Linked DNA regions of Mus musculus: region 1 is linked to region 2. A link is a contact called in public Hi-C data. All regions are on one chromosome and are shown on one strand. Each heading gives the region's core, a stretch centred on a gene start, on an enhancer-like site or on the middle of the called end of the contact. The rest is flanking DNA. Distances are from core to core; before and after follow the strand shown. Region 1 holds the start of Frmd5 (FERM domain containing 5). Region 2 overlaps Frmd5 (FERM domain containing 5).

The links. A called contact is a pair of places that touch in the nucleus more often than the background predicts.
Region 1: a Hi-C map of olfactory sensory neurons shows a contact between it and region 2, with 2.1 times the contacts expected there. The contact joins the promoter of Frmd5 here to the enhancer-like site in region 2. A contact is called at or near these places in 5 of 39 promoter capture datasets (the HPC-7 cell line, cranial neural crest, hippocampal neurons and 2 more), 7 of 484 Hi-C or Micro-C datasets (the HL-1 cell line, cerebral cortex, conventional dendritic cells and 4 more), 11 of 115 datasets of contacts at active chromatin or transcription factors (SST interneurons, bone marrow-derived macrophages, embryonic forebrain and 5 more) and 2 of 9 other capture datasets (adipose tissue and pancreatic islet).

Annotation. Positions count from the first base shown.
Region 1 is chr2:121,805,553-121,808,353 of GRCm38.p6, forward strand. Frmd5 (FERM domain containing 5) reads right to left here and starts at 1,505. Exons shown (of 14, transcript NM_001360084.1): 1 at 1,178-1,505. The coding sequence starts at 1,279.
Region 2 is chr2:121,698,183-121,700,979 of GRCm38.p6, forward strand. The region is part of intron 1 of Frmd5 (FERM domain containing 5); the gene reads right to left. It also overlaps the pseudogene Gm14021. Among named protein-coding and RNA genes, the nearest start is that of Frmd5, 110 kb to the right of the region's middle. Within about 2 kb of position 1,324, at least 19 of the 459 cell types and tissues checked have an H3K27ac peak or open chromatin away from gene starts, as enhancers often do. A contact at or near this core is called in SST interneurons, cerebral cortex, hippocampal neurons and 1 more, where this site is marked.

The DNA of each region.
Region 1 (2,801 bases), core at 255-2,754, 110 kb after region 2:
CACAAGTCTCTCTCTCTCTCTTTTTAATGGTATTGTGATCTATTAGCAAGACGATAGATAGATGATAGACAGACAGACAGACAGACAGACAGACAGACAGAAGATAGATGGGGGCACCCTGAGGGTTAAATCTAGGCAGGCTCCCCCCCACACACACACACACATCTGTGCTTAGAAGCCTCCTCCAGGTTCTTGCAGGAAAGGAAAGGGATCAGGTGAGACCCTTCTGGGTCCAACTCAAATTTTCTTCTCCACAAAGAGCAGTTTTTGGCGGTGAGCGCAGGGTCCTCTGGTTGAAGAACTAAATCTGTGAGCATGGTCAGTGTTTTCAACCTCTGACTTTACAAAGGACAGACTGCATTCCTGGGGAAAACCATATTAGACTCCTGACGCGCCACACAGCAGTAGTGAAGGAACACAAGCAAGGGGTTGTAAAAACCAGGTTCTGAAAGAAATGCTGTGTGGCATTATTGCATTGTTGGCTTTTCCCTAAGTCCCCGACTCCTTCCAGCCACTGCTAACCTCCAAATCTCTGTGACTTGTTGCTAAATCTTTGCCTCACGCCCCCCACCCCCAGAAATAACCAACACGCTGAGATTTGGGGGTCAAAAGACAAGGAAGGGAGCTAGAGCCTCAAAGCACAGAGGGCTGGGCGCCTTCAATAGGCCACTCTGCATGGGCTGCGCGTTCCGTCTGACTCACAAACGCTCAGGAGAAATTATGACATAAACCTTTATCCTTCCAACCAGGGAGATAAAGGCTGGCTGGCGGGCCTGGCGGGGCCGGGGGAGCCTCAGCCCGCACCCCTCGACGGGGCGGCCCGGGCAGGCGTCTCCCGCCCTACACGCCTAGCTCAGGATGCCCGCCCAAGGTGCTGCCTATCCGCTGGCTGAAGAAGCCGAGACCCGGGGTCCCCCGCCCGAGAAGGCGCAGAGCAGGAGTTGCAGGTGCGGGACGCGACTCACCCCGCAGGGGCGCGCGGCGCGTGGTACCAGTGCCCGGCTGAGCTCGGGCTGGGATGCCGCGCGCCGGGCGGTGCGGCTGCGGGGCGGACAAAGCGCCGCGCCGGGGTTAGAGCTGGAGCGACCCCGGGCGGCGGACCCCGCCAACTTGGCCGAGTCTGGGGAGCCGGATCCCGCGAGCCGGCGGGCGGGCGGGCGGGCGGCGCGGCGCTGACCTGGATGGTGCAGGTGTACTCGCTGTCGTCCAGCAGCCGCACGGTGCAGCTGTACTCGCGCTCCAGACTCCTGCTGCTGCCGCTCATCAACCTGCTCAGCATCTTCCCGCCCGCTCGCCCGTCCTCGGGAGCGACGCGGCGGCGCTGCGGACTCCGGACCCGTCGCCCCTCAGCGCGGCAGCTCCGCGCCGGCCCTTAGCACCTGCACCATCACCCTGACCGGATCGCCACCGCTGCTTCCTCCCGCCCCACTCTTCTTCCTTCTACAGAGCCACCACCGCCTCCCCCAAACCCCAAGCAAGCTGGGTTCTCTCCCGGGCGCCCCACTGCCCGTGCCCAGCTCATGGGGCGGGGCCTAGGTAGGGGGCCAATGGAGGTCAGCGCGGCGGAACCGATTAGCAGGAGGAAGATCCAATCAGAATAAGGAATGGGGATGATGAGCGGGCGGAGGAAGCAATCATCGCAAAACAGCAGTAGTGAGCCCAGTCGGGCCAGCCCCCTAGCGCCCCAAGCCCTGGCTCGCTCCCTTCGCGGGCGGTGGTTGGTATGGATGCTGTTTGTCCTGGACCGGGCCATGTGTGGACACTTCACGAGATCGGTGTCTACAACCTGGAATAACATTTGAGCTGTTTCAGGAGTCAAGACTTGCACCCTGCAACACCCGGTTCTTGCTCTCTTGGAAGCCAAAGCGAGGAGGCGGCACCTGCAGAAAACAGTCACCCACATTCCCGACCTGGCGGCTCTCCCCACCTGTGCGCTGCCCTAAGTCAGCTCCATGGGCCCCTGTGCCTCGAGCACCCTTATTTTAGTGAACATCTGTTTTACAATAGCTATTTACTCTGGTGCAACCACAGAAGCTTGTAAGCGCCCGCGTTTAGCGCTTAGAAAACCCTACGCTCTAACCCTTCTTTTATTTTCAGAAGACAAAAGAAGGCTGAGGTGTGCTCCTTAGCTGGGCAGGGAACAGGAACTGGTGGACCTTTCCTTGTACTTTTAGAAAGAATTATTACATCTTCAGACGTCTGCAACAAAGCACAATGGTCAGGAGCTGTATTGCACAAAGAACCGGGGGGGGGGGGGAAATGCCTCCTTTCCTTTGTGTCCTCCCCATCGGCAGACTTAAAAGTTCCTTTCCACAACTTCGCTAAGAGACAGCCACCTTCAAAGATTTTATTATTAATAATACCAATGTGTGCCTGTGCATGGAATATGAACACTTAGGTACCACGTACGAGTGTGAAGGTCAGAGGACAACTTTGTGGAATCAGTTCCATCCTCCCACCTTTATGTGGTTTCAGTGATTAAACGGATGGCCAGACTTGCCTGACAAGCTATCCCACTGGCTCTCTCTACCTTCAAAGATTTCACTGAAAGGAAATGTTAAATAGGAGTTAGGTTGGAATAGGGGTGTAACCCAGTGGTAGAGCTCTTTCCTAGCAGGTGACAAGATCCAACATTGAAACAATGTCAATCCAAAACATTAGTACTGTGAGAAATATATTCGTTTAAAATAATGAATTATTAATTTCTCATTACATGTATGCTCTTACTATATCAGCATAACACATAACTATTAAAACCCCCTATAGTAGACTAGAAAGAATTCTAACCGTTTTGGGGGGGG
Region 2 (2,797 bases), core at 74-2,573:
ACTTTTGTGCACCTATCAGATGGCTAAAATAAAACAAAATAAAAACAGCAACAACAGAAAATTCTGGCAAAGATGCAAAGAAATGGAGTAGCCACACTGCTGGTGGAAATGGATGAAGGTATAGACACTCTGGGTGGTCGTTGCTTTCTTTTAAAATTACAAAATCTAGCCATTCCCATTAGACAGATGAAGTCTTACATTCATACCACTCCTTAAACAGTTGCTTACAACAGCCTTAGAGACAATAGCTAAAAATAAGAAACAACCACCCTTAAACCAATGAAAAACTTGCTAATAAAGAGAAATTAACTACGGACACACTCAATGGCCTAGATGAACCTTGGTGGAGGTTTCTGAGCAGAAAAAATTCCAACGGCCTAAACATGGAATATCTTGTTTATATAACATTCTTTAAAAGAAAATGTTACAAAGGTTGGAAGCAGATCAGTGATGCCAAATATCAGGGTGGAAGGGTGAGGGAGAGAGGAAGGTGTTGGTAGAAGGACATAAGGAGGGAAACACATAGTAACAGAAATGCTCTGTATCTTGTATCTCGACTACCTTGATGACAGCTCTTGGCTGGGATGATGTACTATGGGTTTGTACAATGTTCCCATAGACTCTATGGCATAGAAGAAACTGGATACAAGGTATGTATGGTCTTACAACCACCTACAAATCTAAAAATAGCTAAAGAAAAAAGGTTGTGTGTTTTTTATTAAAATGTAATTTATTTCAGAAATCACTTAAGTTGAATGAATGGGAAGCGAAGGGAAACAGGCCAGCACAAGCCACAGGTGGTTTTCACGGTCACCGTATGAGTGTGGGAACTGAACACATCTGCAGCCAGAGCCAGACAAGCTCCGAAATACAGGGCCATCTCTTCACAACTAAAGCTCTGAAAATGGAAAGGAGATAATTTTCTGCTGCACATCTTTACAACAAACTTTTTTTAAAATTTTTTTCCACATTATTAGCACTATTTTAGTTTTTTGTTTTTTTGTTGTTTTTTTTGGGGGGGGGCTAAACTTAAAATAAAACAAAACCAGCAACATCCAACTTCCTGTTTCATCAGGAGTCAAGTGCTTTCTCAGCTAGACCTCTCGCATCCAACTACAGGGACATGAAAGCTCTGAATGACCCCTGCTTCTTTTCTGCACCTCCGCCTGCACCTCCACCTCCATCCTCGGCTCCTTTTGTGGCCACTAAGGCTAAGGACACATTAGGAAATAGGAAGGCAGGACAATGGCAGGGCAGGGGGCAAGTAGGCCAGAGTGCCAGAACACAGCCCTGTGGCTCTGATCACCGGCCTGTGCTTCAGCTCTGAAACGTTTGCCTTTCATTTTCACAGGCTGCATGGAGACATTTACACTGCACACACTGAAGAGAATGCCAGGGGCTGCAAAGGGACAGGCAGCTGCACATAACAAAATTAGCACCACTGTTTCCCTCGAAACAGAAAATCATACAAAAAGGGAACAGGAGAAAAAAATCCCTGGCGAGCACTTGGGCTTCATGGGGGCTTTTTGTGAAGAATGATGCCTGACACACTCAATGGCCTAGATGAAGGTCTGGGGTCTGGGCCGTGCTAGCCAAGGACTGTGACTTCCACTGCCACGCAGAGCTTTCACAACTGCGATTATAGAACATGCATTGAGGTGCAGTATAAAATATTAAAAGTTTGGCTTCTTAAAAAATTATTGGCTTTTTAGTTGAGTAAAAATAACTTACTGACTGTTATTGTATAAAGACTCTTGTTAGAATGTGAAGTTGCTTTGATTTTCTGCACAGCATGGCATAATTGGAGGCCGGATTACAAATGTCCTTGTGGTGAGTTCTCCACACAAAGATTTGAAGATGATCTAGCAGCAGACTCCAGAGGCCTTGAGCCTGCTATTAAAAGCTGTTTAAGTGTAAACATGCATCTCATTGGAGAGGTCTCTGTTCTACCTGGTTAGCAGGAAATGTGCGAACAATTAACTGTACTAACGACGGCAGCGACAACGGTGTTAGATCCTCTGCAGCTAGAAAAGTTAGGAGTCTCCAAACTGTGACTTCTGTGTGATAAGCAAACAGCCTGCCTCCAAGTATGCATAGCCTTCTCTGTCACAGGTTCTAGGCGACCACACAGGAACAACTCTGACCGAATCAAATTGTCCCAGATAGAAACCAGGAGGCCCCTCAATGATTAAACAGTTTTAATGCAATGAAATTCACTAGTAAGTAGACTTGTTGACTGACTCTTAGGAATAAATTCCAACATAAGTCCCTAAGGAGGAAGAAAATGATAGTTTACCTCACAAAATATAAATTGTAATTTAGCAATGAAATACATGTTTTTAAAACTTCATATAAATGCTCTCTCTCCTCTCTCTCTCTCTCCCTCTCTCTCTCTCTCTCTCTCACACACACACACACACACATACACACATACACGATTTTTAAAAATGATTTCCTCAGACACAGGTACTTAAATTTGGGTGGAGACATATACAAGCTTAAGAAAAATTCAAGCTGTAACACTCATCTGAAATGTTTTCTTTTTATCCAAGAGTATTTAACACGCAAACTTAACATGCAAGCACATGATGCCCTAGGGTCCCCCATCACTGTCACCACCCTGCCTGCATCTGTGTTCACATCGTGGAGATCATCTCCTGCATGGGGTGTTCAGCCTCCATTTCCAGCAAAATCCAGTCTTTCCTGGAATTCCTGTTCTCTGCTCCCCACAGTCTCCCTTCAGCCTTTGGGAACCTACTCAACCTAGGGGAAGGTCCTGGGTTACTTCCTGGGGGTT